Regions from separate parts of the Mus musculus genome. Here regions 1, 2 and 4 are each linked to region 3. The links are chromatin contacts, called in public Hi-C maps. All regions are on one chromosome and are shown on one strand. The core of a region is the stretch at or near the end of the contact, and the rest is flanking DNA. Distances in the headings are between cores, read along the strand shown. Region 1 has its middle 290 kb from the start of Gm41965. Region 2 has its middle 81 kb from the start of Gm41965. Region 3 holds the start of Brinp3 (bone morphogenetic protein/retinoic acid inducible neural specific 3). Region 4 overlaps Brinp3 (bone morphogenetic protein/retinoic acid inducible neural specific 3).

Region 1 (4,284 bases), core at 91-2,590, 470 kb after region 3:
TATTAAGGTTATTGTCCAGATATTAACAGACCACTAAAAATTTTTGTAAACATATTCACAAATAATATAAAATCTCCAAAATTTCTAAGTAAAAATATATTTCTGTCCTAGAAGAAATTCTCTTTGTACAACTACAATTATAATAGAGCTTTAACTGAGTAATTTTCCCTTTAAAATTAAAGTTGGAAATTCTCAGTTTTGGCCACTGAAGTTTTTTTCTAAAGTGGTAAGTAGTTGATATGAAGATCTATAATTATTCAAAGTTCTTAGAATAAACCCTTATGAAATTTTGACCCTAAATGGAATTTTCAGGGCTGTCCTGAACTCAGGTGATGGCACAGAAGTAATGGAAACAATGTAAGAATGAGAAGATGGGAAAGTGTGCTGGGAAATGTCTTCTGAGCATGATGTGGTTGTTCCTTTCATGATGTCACTGCAAATGTGGTTACTTACACAAGACCAACATGAGTCTATGCTGGAAATATCCATCAGACAGCATCAATTGGGACTAAGCAGTTATTAAAATAAAAAAAGAACACACAGAAGTTTTGTGGATCTGTTGTATACTCTATAAAGACAATGTGCGGAGTAAGTTGGAAGGTTTTGTGTGTGTGTGAAATTGTTAATAAACAAGAATTTGTTTGATTAAATAAAAAACATAAACCTAAATATATAACCTAGCATCTTATGATTTTAAATGAAGTAGTAGGGTAAAGCGATAGCTTGAAAACTCCAGCTCTGTTTTCTGTGTTCAGTTAACATGATGCTCTAGGAAAAAATAAACAGCAAATGAGGTTCTCATCCTGTGCTTGGCTTTCTGGACAACAGCTACAATGGGGTAGGTTGCACTGTGGTCCTTAGATGAACCGCTAATGGGAAGCATGCCAGGTGCCCTGCTGCCCAGAGCAGAGTAATGAAATGTGTCAGCACCTGCACCATCCATCTGCAGAGCACATTTCACTCTACCCAAGAGCCCTCCTGGAGAAGAGCTCTGGAGCGTACATACATATGCTGGCCTGTCTGCCCACTACAGCTTCACTGCTGTATTTTTAGGGCTGTCCACGCTAGTACCCAGACAATGCTCAGCATTTGTATATGTTCTGCATATTGATTCTGCATCTTTTTTGAAACAAAAACGTGGCAATAGTTGCTTTAATTCCAAAACTAATTTTGTGGGGGGAAAAAAAACCCTCAGCATGGTAATATTTCAGTAGAGGAAAGGTTTAAGTACTTTTAAACGAAAGTTGAACCCTTGTTCATATTTGATGAAAAATATTCAATCATGTACTTTGAACAAAATGGAACAGAGATAAATGTAGCAGACATTGTACGTTTGGCCCAGTAACTATTAAGCTTCACAGCTCTGTTGCTCACAGGAAATGACCATCTGAGGCTGATAATGACCTTGCACAAAAGACTGCCATCTTTTAGGAAATTTCTGGATTATAATCACCAGGAATCTAAACATTATGAATATTTTAAACACGAGTTTAGAACAGTCTGAAGATATGTTCAAGTTTCAGAGTTCCCTGAAAGATCAGATTCTTCAGATATTTCCAGACTATAATTTAGGTCTTTTTTACTCAATTTTGCCTTCTTCCTTTACTTTGATTTTTTTCTACAATTACTCACTAATGAAACAAAGTCACTGTACTTATTTATTTACTTATTTATTTATTCATTTATTTATGACAGGATAGTATCTATTTTTCATTATTATAAAAATTTGAACAGTTCATTATGAAAAAGAAATAACCTTGATTAAGAGAGCATGTGTACCTTATTCTGATACACATTTACATTAAGATACTTGACAGATGTCAAAGTAAAAGCAGGTTAGTACAATGGTAGTGTGTGTTCAGGCTTTATCATGACTCTTGTCTTATTTAATTACCAACATAATACTTCCTCTATTACAGAAAGAAGGTATACTTCCTCAAACATTTTGCAACCAAGTAACCTGACAAAGGCTTGCTTCACCAGTACTTGAGTATATGATAGAAGTAAGCATATTGATAGACAAGAGAGTTTACTTTAAAATCTGTTCTGTAGAAGAAGTTAAAGTGGATCATGCACCTCTACATCATTATGTTGCCTAGCAAATTTTTTAAATCCAGCCTAAATCTTCAAATTATTTGTAACAATTAAATTATAGTAACTTAATTGTGTGCCTGCTTCTTTATTTCTCAGAAAGTTTGTGCTGTTCATTTCAATAAAACTTTTCATATTTTTTTCATCATAAGATATTCTCTGTTACTTAAAATTGGAATTTATCTACAGATTTGCTTTTTACAAGAACCATATTCATGATAGCATTAACTGTCTTACTATTAGTAATATGTCAGTCTTCCACAGTGTAAATATAATGTAATGTCCTATGTATGAATCCCTCTTCTGACAAAGGTATAGTATTTTCCTGGAACAATATCATAAATTTAAACAATACTATAACTTTAACAAGTTTGAATAAATTATCTATAATTTTCCTATTAAAGGTACAACTCTGCATTCTCTTGGTGTTTAAATTTCTCCAAATATTTAATAGTGTATAGGCAACCAATATACCTAAGTAGGTGATGAGGTAGAATTTATTTCTGTGTTGAAAATCTGTTAATAATGATGGGACTGGGTGAGATAAATACCTATTCATTATAGTTTTAGTAAAAAGTATCCTAGATGCCATTTCACATCATTTTGATCATATTGTAGATTTGATGAAAAGACAAATCTTTTTTTTTTTTTTTTTTTTTTCCCAGAGCTGAGAACTGAACCCAGGGCCTTGCGCTTACTAGGCAAGTGCTCTATCACTGAGCTAAATTCTCAACCCACAAATCTTGTTCTTAAACCAAAGGTCTAATGTAAACACAAAGGTACTAATAATGATAAGATAAATCGTCACCCATTGCTTTACTTAAGTATTGTATCAAGCAATATATTTTGTGTATGAAGCAATATTGTACTCATTTGCAGCTTGGCATGGCAGAGAGTTGATAAGATATTTTATAGAGGCCTTACAGAGATCAGCAGATAATGAAGATGCATAGAATAAGTGACTTCCGAATTGTCAACTTTAAATGGGGTACCTGTATCATTCATACTTCCTCCCCAAACTTCAAGCATCTTTGGGAAAGTGGGAGCAGAAAGATCAGAGCCACAGGTAAAGGATAAATGGACAAACATAAGGAAAATTGTTTTCTGGGCAAAAATGGATAGTTACACATGAAGATCTTACCTTGGGTATAAAAGCATACACAAGGCCTATCTAAACGCAAGCAAGACAAAAATGTCAGCATAAGGCAGTGAAGTTGGCACAGAGTCCATACCTAAGTATGGAGATTTTACCAATAATCATTTGTTAGTTTTGCTTGTCTCTTTTAAATTCCTCAGTACCACCTGCTTTGAAGTATACCAATATGGAGAAGATGTTCTTGAAACCAATATTTATAAGCACTTGGCTATAGATGTTATTTACTTTTTTCTGAGAGCTATAGTCTAATCCATTGGCTTGTATGTATTTATTTATGATAATACAACCAAAAACCAACATCATAAACAATGATGAAAATTGAATGTATTTAGACTATAAATAAAAGTCTTCCCAGGATATACCACTCTTGGACATATACATAAAAAAATGCCCCACCATACCATAGGGGCACTATATTCATCATCTTATTTGTGATACCCAGAAGCTGGAAACAACAGAATAATGGATACAAAAAATGTGGTTCATTTACACAATGGAGTACTATACTGTTCAGCTATTAAGAGTGAGGACATCATAAGTTTTACAGGCAAGTGGGTTGAACTAGGAAATATCATCCTGAGTGAGGTAACTCAGACCAAAAAGAACAGGCATGGTATGTACTCACTAATAAGTGGATATTAGCCAGAAGATACAATCAAGCCAGGATATTGGAGGGTGTGAGTAAGTAAGGTAATTGGAGGGTATGACTTGAAGATGATATTAAGGTTCCAGGACAAAAGCCCCTTCCGCTCCACTCGAGCCCAGGGCACCCTGGCCAGTGGAGTTGCCTGACACCCGCAAGGGCCCACACAGGATTCCCCACGGGATCCTAAAACCTCTGGTGAGTGGAACACAGCGCAGGCCCCAATCCAATCGTGCGGAACCTGAGACTGCGGTACATAGGGAAGCAGACTACCCTGGCCTGACCCAGGACAAAAGCCCCTTCCGCTCCACTCGAGCCCAGGGCTTCCTTGCCAGCAGAGTTGCCTGACACCCGCAAGGGCCCACACAGGATTCCCCATGGGATCCTAAGACCT
Region 2 (4,150 bases), core at 1,441-3,940, 260 kb after region 3:
GTCTCTTGTAACCAGGCAAGGATTACAGTGATGGGACTGAGTTGCATTTGGCTGGCTTGTTGGTCAAGGCAGTCACTTGGGGATCCCTAAACAATTCAGATTGGGGTGACAATAGGGTCACTGAAAATGGACATCAGAATCCCATTGTGGATGACATAGGCACAGATCATTGAATATAGGGAGGTCAAGCTGATTGTTGCATGGAGGCTTCACTCCTATGAACTAGTCTCTATGACATTGCAAGGTATTCTGCAGGCTAAAGAAAGAGAAACCTGGAAAACAACCAGAAAAATGCAGTTTTCATCTGTAAATCTATACAACCACCTACAGCTATGGAGGTCCAGAATCTTAGAGGAGAACATACAATGTCCCTTTTCCTAACAGGTTAATTCTTAACTGCATTTTAGATAGGAATCCTTATGACCACAGATAATTCTAGCTCCCACACTGTATGAAGACGTTTATATTTATAGCAGGCAGAGACCATACTAGAAGAAAGCTACAACTAGGCAAAATTCAGGTAGGAGCTGACTATGTGTGAAGTGTGCAATCCTAACTGATGCATCTACAACACAACTCCTATAGTTAATAAACCAAGAATATGGCAGAGGAGAAGACAAAAAGATTGTAAGAGCCAGAAGATCATGAAAATTATATCTTCTAGGTATGACAGGATAGTTATATCCATGAAATGTCAACAACATAGCCACTTAAACCATGACAAAAGCACTTTACATATTAAAGTGGATGGTATTCCACTACTAAATAAAGAGCTACAGGAAAACAACAACTTCTGAGAAGAAGGTGAGTTAGTCTTCCCCAGGAATAAGCCCCGTACATAGTTGTCCAATCCTTAGCATTAGGCAATAAAAAACATAAACTTACAACATGAACAACAATAAACGGACTCAGCATATTGCATTTATGTGGTGTGTGTGTGAGTGTGTGTGTGTGTGTGTGTGTGTGTGTGTGTGTGATAGTAATAATAAAAGAAGAGAACATGTATTTGATAAGAAGCAAGAAAGGGCATGAGAGAAGCTGAAGGGGGGAATGGTGGAAATGATATAATTATATTTTACTTAAATATTTAAAAATAGTTAAATGAAATTTCACAGTAGTCAGTTGTCTAAGAAGCTAAATGAAGTGACTAATTGATATGGCCAATGTAGAGTATATGTTGAACACTTATATTCTGTTCAAATCGTTCCACTTAAAGTGATTTCCCAAAGAGAAAGATGATGAGACTTTTAGAGATATATTCACAAGCTAGCATGTACATCATAGCACTAGAACATAAAAACAGCCACATAATAATGTTTCAGTATGCTGGCGTACCTCTGCATTCAGACATATTTTCGGTCAGCAGCATTATACTCAAGATTTTTAAATGAAGTAAGAAGATGACACTATACTAGCTTACCTATCCATGAATTTTCCAACTTACCCATGAATATTAGAATGGGATAAAATAGATTATCTTATTATTGATGGTTATATAAAACCCCACTGCTTATAGGCTGGTGCTTTAGTCGTCAATGAACATATAATAGTAGCTTTTCAAAATTAGATTTTTGGGTTCATATTTTCCACTAAGTTTAGCTTTGACAATAACGAAAAATAACCTTTTATCAGCTTACCATGTTATTTTGTTGAAAATATGATCCTTTCTAATGATAAATAATACATGAGGAAAATACAAGTCTCTCTAAGTAAAGGATTCAAAGACTACTGGACTACAGATGAAGCTAAATTTTTACTCTCTATGCTATACTCTCAAATTATCTCACAGAATACACTCTGTACTTATCCTTTACAACTTACTTTAACTATAGCACATAAAAACTTAACAAATTGCTGATATGTGTGTTCTACTGGACTATGGGACTGTTATAATCTACTACATTGAATTTTCTCTATACCTGCATCTCATGAATTTAAAAATACCCACCTATTTTTATTTTCTTGGCTTTGTTATGTTTTCCTCTTCTAAATTGGATTAAAATCGTGGTCTTTGACGCAAAAAGTGGAAAAGGTACACATGAGCTAAATAACGCAGTGTGAAATGATCCCCAAACCTCTCAAAATAGGCACACAGTTGTTGATGCTCTCAGTGTTGAAATAGCAACTGGAATGAACAAACTCTAGTGGCACGGAAGTATATGGTGTGCTTTTAAAGATGCATTCAAAATTAAAATTTGTTAATTGGGAGATCATAGGTTGATATAAGATTAAGTGAATGAATCACTGCTATTATAAGGAAATGATTGAAGAAGGTCAGTTATAATGATGGGTAGTAAACTTATCTCAGATTTTGGATGCTTAAAAAAACAAACGGCATGGTACAGACTCTGGCAAGCTCCCCACTCCTACCCCTTGGCATTGTCACTTCATAGCAGATGGCAAAACTTGGAGATCAGATGTAGGGAAAATTTCTCACTGCAAGCCAAAAGAAAAAGATGGAAAAGCTGAAGATCCACATCCCTTCCTGTGTGTTCTTCCTTCTCCCCATAGTGACACCCTGGAGACAAAGTTTTAACACATAGACTTTGTGGCTTATATACAAACCATAACATACAAATTCTACTTCCATATTAATCTCTGTCTTTTCTCTTTTTCTTTCACTCTCTGTGTTTTATTGTCTGCAGTTATAAAAGAAAGGAAGTGAAAGTTCTGTGGCTTCTGTGACAGTTCTCTGACCAAGACTCAGGCTAACGGAGGGCATCCTGTAACACCTTCTATATAGACATGTGGAGACTCAGAATAAAGAGTATGTAAGGCTTATTACCGGGATGGCTATTGTTGATTGAGAATTTCATAAGTGTAAGTAATATACTTGGATGAAATCCATGCCTCATTCCCTGTTCTTTAATTCCTTACCTAAATCTCACTACTTTTAATCCAAGATTATTATTATTAAAAAAACAAATTCATTTGTTATTTGCTTATTAATTATTTGTTTGTTTGTGTGATAGTTATTAAGTCACTGAGGTCAATGAGTAGCTCCTATATGTACCTGGGTATAAAGACATCTACTAGGGCCTGGGTAGTAGGACAAATAAACAACTGTCATATCCAGCTGTTAACTCTGTGGGTCATTTGCCTAGAACGATATGCTCCATGTTTCCTCAGATAAGTCTATTCTTCCACTGAAGTGTTTAAATATCTTCACTTTTGTCTTTCCCTAAGTATCATATAGTCATAAGCACAATATACACAGATTTTTTCCCCATATTTAATCTGTCACTTTGTACAATAGGCGTTTTCCCTTTATCTCCTCACAACATACTTGTTTTGATCATATTCACTACTCCACTCCATCAAATATTTCCAAATCTTCCACGCACTTTCCATATATACCAAACTGTATATTCTCAACATTTTCTAATTCAATCTAGTCTAATTTAGGCTGTGTGTGCTCTTGGATGTGTGGCCATCCTCAGGACTGTGGCTTTTTCTGACCTTATTGCTGCAGTTATCTCTGAACAATGGACAGGGGGTGTCATGTAGATGACCTATTTAGAGTTGAATGATCTGCAATCCCTTATTCTCTGCACACTGATTGCTTGTAGCTCTCTGTCTCCCCCTCCTCCTTTAACAATGAATTTATTATCTCATAAATTACATCATGACTGCAGTTTCCCCTCCCACCTCTCCCTATTTCTAGTACTGGCCCTCCTTTCTGTCTATCTACTTCTCTGTTTCCCTTAAGAAAAGAGCAGGCTTCCCAGGGATATAAACCTAACATGGCATATCAAGTTGCAATAGGGGTAGGCATCTCTTTCATATTATGGCTGGAAGAAGCAAACTAGTAGGAGGAGGACAAGGGTCCTAAAAGCACTTAAAAGCCTAAGAAACAGTTCTGCTTGCTCAGAAGCACCACAAAAATGTAAAACTACACAACTATAACATATAATGCAGGCTCCCTGATTGTCAATTCAGTACTAGTGATTCTCTGTAAGTCCAGATTTGTTGATTTTGTGGATTTTTGTGTGGGTCCCTTGACTCTCCTGGATCCTACACTCCAGAATTCCCTGAGCTTTGCCTTATGTTTGGCTGCAGCTCTGTGCATCTGTTTCCATCAGTTGCTAGATGAAACCTTGATGGAGGTGGGCCTCTGTCTTAATTACCATCTGTTGTAGAATTCCATGTG
Region 3 (3,764 bases), core at 286-2,785:
TAACTTAGGAAGGAGAGGCTTAAACAATAGATCCTCACCTCCATCCACCCCAATAAAGGGGGATTGTGCAAAAATTTGTGCTTTACAGATTATGACCATGTGCATGTTTGTGATTGATAATTACCAAACTCTTGGCCAAATGTGAAGTGAAAACCAACATTTAAATGCTCCTCAAAGCAACTCGGAGGAATGAGAAGGATCATCAGTTAAAGACCATAGAAATGTTCATAAAAGCACAAAACAGGGACCATATTAACATACTTATTAAAAAACTGAGGGCAGGGGTGGGCAAGTGTGAAGACGGAGGCAATTACATTTTTCATGTAAAGTCCCTCCCTGAATTTCAATGTGTTAGAACCCAGATAATCAGTGGCTTCTGAGAGCTCTCTTCATCTGAATGGAGACCTCCCTGACCAATTAACTGTCCCCAGCACAATTTACAAAATCTAAATGCATTGCAAAATGCTGCCTAGACAGTAACCATGATGACCAGAACAATGTGCCCAGGAACATATTGGATATTGTGTAAAGAATGATGCTCTCAAAACTCGGGACTCTTCCTGGCCATGTAGTGACATGTCAGTATGTAGGATCCTACTAAATCACTAGACACACTTAACCAAAGTCCTCTCTCAACCATTCAGTTGTTTAGGATGAGATGAACACTTGCTGACCTGGACCACCTTCTAAAGATCAGAGAGACTAGTGAACTTTCTCAAACCCATACATAGCCAGCCCTCCTTCAGAAATACCTATCCTACAGGCATTATCATAGACTAATAGAAAAAAAATACCCCCTCAAATGGCACAATGCTGTGTTCCAAGAGGGGTACATTCCTGGGAGGTGATGTCCACATTACCTGATAGAAACGTATAAGGATTGAGGAATTTCTTTTTAAAGGAGGTATTGGGGTAAGTTATTTCATGGGCTACATCCTACTAGTTCGATCATGTACTAATGGTCACACAAATAAGTATTTGCAATCTGAAATTAACTGAACAAAGAACGCAGAAAAAGACAGAGACAGAGAGAGAGAGAGTGGAGAAAAAGTAGTGCTTATTTTTTAAAAGTAAAAATTAACACAAGTAGTAAAGTACTCATCACATATAAAGAAATACTTACCAGAGGAAAGTTAATGAAGCAAGATGAGTGTGAGAGAAACATATCCACGATTCAAGGAGACATCCCATGATCTTCCAAAGCAGTGTAGAGTGGTGAGCTGCAGGAAAGTAGGAGTTGGAAACACTCAGTAGTTCCTGGTGGCATCTAATCAGGTGAAAGTCACTTATTCCAGGGGCCAAGAACCCAAAAATGTTAAAGAAGTGCTTTCTTTCTTTCTTTTTTTTTTCTTTTCTGAGAATGGTTAACAGTGGGAACCTTTCTTATGATAATCCTCAGGCAAACAAATGTACCAAACTGGAAGTACCCACAAAGTGAGGAAGCTGGGTAACCCAAGAGAACAGGATGAATAAGACAAACAGATCTCCAAAGAGAAGTGAAAGGATGTGTTGTAAACAGGAGTAGACAACTAGTGAGCTAGGCTGTAGTCATCTTCAGAGAGCAGCAGCACTGATTTAGGCTGCTGGGGATGATCCAATGAGAATTCAGGAGAGCAGCGCTTCGGAAATCCTGCAGGATCTTCCCACTCACAGTTCTTTTCAGAGTTTACCTGCACTGGGAATGTTATCATTAGGATTAATAGTATTCCATCAGTGCATTTCACTAGCACTTCCTTGGAATCCTTTCCCTTGCAGAAACTGATCCAGGCATAGTAAGAAAATCGACTTAACACACAGCCCAAATAAACCAGCAGGACCGGTCCCATTGCATTGATCTAATCCTCAGCGATTTTTTTTGCATAGACAGGGGCTGGGAGGTGAATGGTTGAAGGTCGTAGTCACTCAGAGTTTTCGAGGGCGCTATGCTTTGGAGGGTTAGCAAGATGACCAAGAGGCTGATGATGGGTTACCTAGGCGGCAGCAGCCTTCCTAGGTCCCACTTCCTCGTTAAATCATGCAGCCTGTGTTTAAGGCAATTGCTTTCAGTACTGAGCCCCTGCGCTAAAGACCATGCTACAAGAAGCTAGATGTTAGGGCAGTCCGAGAACTGTCCCTGGTCCACTGGGGGTGGGGTAGGAGGGGTGCACGAGTGGCCGTCTGTGCCATGTCTGCCTTGCATTTGATTCCAGCAGTTACCAAGCTAAACTAGAGAAAGAAATAGCTTTGTTGTGGATTGCATTGTCGAGCCATTTTCGTGTCCTGATACCGCATAAACGATCACCTGATCGCTGGATCGATTGGGTAAGATTAGCCTGATCTCTTCTCCCTTTCTCTTTTTGTGACCACCCCCTGCCATCCCTTCGCAGTTCTCTCCCTAAACCTTTCTTTCTCTGCTTCCATCCCTATCTTCTCTTCTCCTTTCCTCTCGGAAATCTACTGTCACTGGGGAACTTGCCTGTTTGAGCTTATAACACTGTAACCGATTTATTTATTTATTTATACCACGGATTGACCATCACCTCCCTTCTAAAAGTATTTTTGGGGTGGAAGATTCTGGGTCCTTATCTTTAGAGATTCTCTGAATGACCCAGAAGGTGTGTAGAGAGTACAGTCAGGTAGGAAAGTCCTTAGTTAGCCCTGGATTCCAGCTCAGTCTTGCTGAAGCTTACAAATTATATATCTGTCTGTTTTAGAAATCGAAAGAGAAGGTAGCTTGGTAATCGATTTATTTGTTGTAGAAACTGAGTTCCTGAATGGTGGAAGGGTTAATCATTTACGGAGGATAAAAATGTTCTTCATAAGTAATCTTATTTTCTGCGGTTGAAAAGGCAACACATTGCTTCTCAGCGACCCATCCCCCACTCCATTCATTTATATCCTTTCTGTATGTAAATCACGGAGGAGCTGGGTCACTGGAAATTTTCTTTTCCTCTTTCTTAGGAGAGTAGAAGCCTGCAAATGTGAAATTGGGGGCGGGGGGGGGCGCTTTGGAAACAATATCAACATTTTAAGGTCCTTCCTATCTTGTATAAAAATACTCACAGGTAAAGTATCTTTGGTTTCTTAAGGATTCCTCTCACCTTTAACTCTTTCTTTTCTGGAAATGATGTGAATTTTGGTGTAGCAGCTCATGTTAAATATACTATAAGCACACTTTAGCTAGCTCTGTTTTAAAATTAATACTGTTTCAGCTATAGTAATAATGCTATTGGTTGTTTTACCCCATCTTACAGGAAAGATAACATTAGAAATATTTTATTAAGTATGTATCTTAGTTCCAATTCGTATATCTGATCCACTGTCCCAATTGAATATTTGCTGGTCGTGATAAAGATTTCTGGCTTGCCCAAAGTCTATAGCACACCCACTTGTGAATGGTTATCTTGAAGGGAGGGCATGTACAAACTTGTGAAGGAGCTGAACAGCTCTTTGATAGTACTGCGATTATATTCTGCTAAATGTGGAGAATAACAAGTCTTGAAACTGGCATGAACTTGGATTATAAGTGCAAGCTGACGATTTTGGATCCAAAGTATTACACGATGATGCCAAATAGAAAGCATTGCAATTTTGAATTACCAAATATGTTTCACTGTCAAAACATGTATATTAATTTTTCTCTGTTGTTAATCCTAGTGTGGTACCTTATCTCCAAATTTCAATAATAAAAGATACGCTAATTAGTGTAAACATGCATGTCTTTTGCAAACATGAGGACTTCATTCTCAACATAAATATATATTGAAATTCTATTGATTAAAAAC
Region 4 (3,875 bases), core at 1,006-3,505, 310 kb before region 3:
CAGGGCAAGGGGAGTGTATAAAGGGCTTTTGTGATAGCATTTGAAATGTAAATGAAAGTATCTAGTAAAAATGCCTTAAAAAATAAAGAACTGCTCTGAAGAACAATCTCATGCTAACATATTTGTAAACTGTATTTTAATTTATGTATTTCCTTTGCAATTCTATACAAATGAAGTTTGGTCTTGGTTTTGTTATAGTTAAGGGAAGTCAGAGTATCAGATGGGGATTATTTTTGCCAACAACATGGTGGATGCTGCTAATGTTCACTCTCCTAAAAGCGTTCTTCTGTGTGGAAGACAATTTTGAGTGGATGTGGTAAAAGGCTTTGGAACAAAAAAATAGTACTATTTCTCAGTAAATATGATCATTTATATAATCATGTACATATATATATTTATATGGGTTTTATATTTACATTATATATCATTTAAATTTCAGTACAAAAATCTAAGTTTTCATACTAGATAGTAAATGATAGACTGTATTTAACATATAAAATACATTTATGAACAAAAATAATTGTATGAAAACAAGTTGACCCAAATTCAGAGTACATTATTTGAAGAAAAATATATTAATTCTCTAGTTACTTAAAATTAATTTTTTAAAATTGTAATAATAAAAGTAAACATTGTATATCAATTTGTTTTTAACTACTCTTACATTCTCTTCATAACATTACCATTATATATTGCAAATTATCCTGGAATTTTATAAGACTGTGAAACAAAACTTCAAGAATTATTTGCTATTTTGTTTCCCCAGAAAACAAAACTCTGGAACTTCAAAGTACAGTATCATATTTATGCTACTTGCTGTAGCAGTGAACAACTCTGATCACATCTCTCAAAATCACTATTACTATTCTTAGTGGAGCACTCTACGAGCTGGATATAAAGATATAAATGATACCGTATGGCCTAAGAACAGGCGCTTTTGTGGAGTTCTGGTATTGTGTGTAAGAGAAGTGAACTAATGATAAAATCACGGCGATATTACTTCTTTCTCCCAACAATATTTTCAATAGTAATCCAGGCTATAAATGTAATAGCAGGTCTAACACTACTGGCAATATTGAGTTGAAATGGCAAATTGCAATGCTAGGAAAATTGTTATCAGAGGGATTGATCTACAGTGGTACTAATATCTCAAGCTCCCAAATAAATGTTCAATAAAATGATGCTTCACTATTGTGCAAGCTTTGTGATAATGATTTACCCAAGATATAGTACTTTAAAACCTCTAGCCATCTTTCATATGTTAGAGCAAAAGCGAGAAATAAAATGAAAATCCATTCATTTTTATGTTTCCTGGGATTTTTTTACTTCACAATATATTTTGTTTCTCATTCTAAAAAGCCTGGACTCTTGGCAGTAAAGAAAGTCCTTTTTTTTTTTTTTGTATGGAATTCCTGGAAAAAAATAATTCTTATTAGAAATGTGGTTTCACTGCACAAACTGACACAGTGATTTCACCTAAAAAGAGTTAAAAGTTTTTAATATTTTGTTGCCATTCTTAAACTTTTTACATTAAAATTACATTAGTTTTCTCTTTTTCTTTTATTTCTCCTGAACCCTCTCATATACTAACAGCTTTGATCACTCTTGAAACAATGATAACATTTTCTTTAGTTGAGATATATGATTTAATGCATAAATAGGACTTGCTCAGTCTGATTACTGTTACTTCAATGCATATGATCTCAGGGCTGACAGCTTCGAATTTGAAATCTAAGGAAAAAATATTGAAAGACCACTATACAATTCTTTTTTTTTCCTCATGAAACAAGAAGAAACTAAGAAGCAAATCTTGTTGATAATCTATTCATGTGCCATTTCTGTTCACCACTGTATCAGATTGTCTGTCTGACAGTTGCTCATCATAGATCCATACCTATTACATGTCTCATTTCCAGGAAAGTCTCTTGACTTCCATAATAAGCTATTCTCTAAATCTTAATGGCTCAGACAACAATATGGTTTTTGTTCATTTTCATGACTGTAGATCATTAGTAATTTCTGGGGCATTCTCAGATAAAATACCGAAGATCATCAGACTAAGTATCTAGAGCCTAAGGCCTTGTTGTTATCAATATTAGTGAAGAACAGTTCTTCCTGTTTGGCTTTTCTTCTTTGACCCCTAAACAATAGCATTAAGTAAAGCAGTACCAGTTACATATGATGGTACTCTGTCAAGAGTAGGAAAAACAAAGAAGCAGATGGTGTGAGCTGCAAGCATCCCTACTTGGCACTCAGACTGCTGGCCCTTAGATTACAAATTCCTCTCTTTTTCTCACATACACATCATAATCAGACATACCCTCAGAGAGGTGTCGCAGGTGAAAAAGGACAAGTTCACTGATAGTTATAGTCTACAAATTTAAGTGAGCTATGGTTTTCGTATTGCACACAATCAGAAAAACTAAAAGAATGAATTAGGTTTGTCCCATATTTACTGTCAATGGAGTAACAGATTAGTAGCCACCATAAACAATACAGTCCATGAAGGTCATGTGTGGAAGACAGAGAAAAGTCACTGCCATCCTCAATTCCTTCTGGCAGACATGGTAGTGGCTATTTATCTTCAAATTAGAGAAAGTCCTTAGGCTAGGCACATTTCAACATTCTTGAGGTTTTCCATTTACTTAACGTCCAGCTCTGGGAAATGCACTCACAGTTCTAAGACCCTCTCTGTTTGTCTTCTTTTTTAGACTTTCTCTGTTATACTGAAAAGTCCTGGAATATTTCAAAGCTACCAAGATTTAAAAGAAAATGTATGTCAAACTTCTGGTGTGTGTGTGTGTGTGTGTGTGTGTGTGTGTGCGCGCGCGCGCGCGCGCGTGCCAATGTATGTCCTTTGGCCTTTGACTCCCTTATTCTTAACTTTCCAAGACTTGGATTCTGTAATAAGAAGCTGGGGATTTTTGTACATAGGTCCTTTAATTTCTTAAATGAAGTGTGCATGCTATTTAAATAAATGTCCAAACACAGACATTAGTCAACAACACAAAACATAAACACATTTCATTTTAATCTTCCCTCAATGTTGAAATTACAAGTGACAAATGTTCTTCCCTGAAAATAATTGCAGATAAAAGCAATAAGAAAAGGTAATATGAGTTGACAGCTCTTCTTACTATTGCATGGACTGATGACTAGGAAAAAATCAGTATCATTTGTCATGTAAGTAGACCAGTCTAAGTATTCCATTCCTCTATCAGCAAGAAGAGAAGGTTATATAGTAACATTACTCACAGGGACAACTCAATCTATGCAACTTGGTTATTTGGGATTATGTAATGTCTAACTTTTTTATCAATAAAAATTATTTTCTCTTCAACTTATAATTATAATGAAATTGTAAGCAAACATAGTTGTTAAACAGAAATAATGCTATATTAGGAAAATAAATAATAATAAAAGGTAACAAAAATAACATTTTTTTGCTTAAAATAATAATGACAAAAATCTGAATCCTGGTTTTCTATCGTCTTTGTTTGTCTATAAATATAGGTCACATCTCAGATGGAATATCATTTTTTGGCAGCACAGGGGAAGAAGCTGAATTTTACTTTCCTTTGGATTCTGCCCATGACTTACATAAGTATACAAAAGTGTAGACAAAAACACCAGAGAGATATGAAAGCACATGCATGATAAACAACAAATATTAAACACACTTGTTATGTCAAGCAAGACCTGAAACAATATCTGAGTAATAAAAGCATGCAGAAAAACTGAAGAGTATTCGGGGATGTGATATATTCAAATGCAATAGGTTTTACTTTGTGAAAAATTATCTGAAATATTTCCATGAATGAGATTCGATTATGTGCTCTGCAGGAGTAATGGTCTATATTAATCTGAGCAGACGT

The links. A called contact is a pair of places that touch in the nucleus more often than the background predicts.
Region 1: a Hi-C map of cerebellar granule neurons shows a contact between it and region 3, with 4 times the contacts expected there. The contact joins the enhancer-like site here to the promoter of Brinp3 in region 3. A contact is called at or near these places in 3 of 39 promoter capture datasets (the C10 cell line, embryonic stem cells and pre-B cells), 3 of 484 Hi-C or Micro-C datasets (cerebellar granule neurons and cerebellum), 1 of 115 datasets of contacts at active chromatin or transcription factors (acute myeloid leukemia) and 1 of 9 other capture datasets (embryonic stem cells).
Region 2: a contact with region 3 is called in a Hi-C map of cerebellum, with 2.1 times the contacts expected there. The contact joins the enhancer-like site here to the promoter of Brinp3 in region 3. A contact is called at or near these places in 4 of 484 Hi-C or Micro-C datasets (cerebellar granule neurons, cerebellum and cerebral cortex) and 1 of 9 other capture datasets (liver).
Region 4: a Hi-C map of cerebellar granule neurons shows a contact between it and region 3, with 1.6 times the contacts expected there. The contact joins the enhancer-like site here to the promoter of Brinp3 in region 3. A contact is called at or near these places in 2 of 484 Hi-C or Micro-C datasets (cerebellar granule neurons and cerebral cortex) and 1 of 9 other capture datasets (adipose tissue).

What each region holds. Positions count from the first base shown.
Region 1 is chr1:146,024,482-146,028,765 of GRCm38.p6, reverse strand. No RefSeq gene overlaps it. Among named protein-coding and RNA genes, the nearest start is that of Gm41965, 290 kb to the left of the region's middle. Within about 2 kb of position 1,340, at least 5 of the 459 cell types and tissues checked have an H3K27ac peak or open chromatin away from gene starts, as enhancers often do. A contact at or near this core is called in cerebellar granule neurons and cerebellum, where this site is marked.
Region 2 is chr1:146,230,216-146,234,365 of GRCm38.p6, reverse strand. No RefSeq gene overlaps it. Among named protein-coding and RNA genes, the nearest start is that of Gm41965, 81 kb to the left of the region's middle. Within about 2 kb of position 2,690, at least 21 of the 459 cell types and tissues checked have an H3K27ac peak or open chromatin away from gene starts, as enhancers often do. A contact at or near this core is called in cerebellar granule neurons and cerebellum, where this site is marked.
Region 3 is chr1:146,493,437-146,497,200 of GRCm38.p6, reverse strand. It overlaps Brinp3 (bone morphogenetic protein/retinoic acid inducible neural specific 3), which reads right to left and starts at 1,535. Exons shown (of 8, transcript NM_153539.3): 1 at 1,124-1,535. It overlaps Gm29514 (predicted gene 29514), which reads left to right and starts at 2,039. Exons shown (of 4, transcript NR_166160.1): 1 at 2,039-2,301.
Region 4 is chr1:146,800,386-146,804,260 of GRCm38.p6, reverse strand. All of the region lies in intron 6 of Brinp3 (bone morphogenetic protein/retinoic acid inducible neural specific 3), which reads right to left. Among named protein-coding and RNA genes, the nearest start is that of Brinp3, 310 kb to the right of the region's middle. Within about 2 kb of position 2,255, at least 2 of the 459 cell types and tissues checked have an H3K27ac peak or open chromatin away from gene starts, as enhancers often do. A contact at or near this core is called in cerebellar granule neurons, where this site is marked.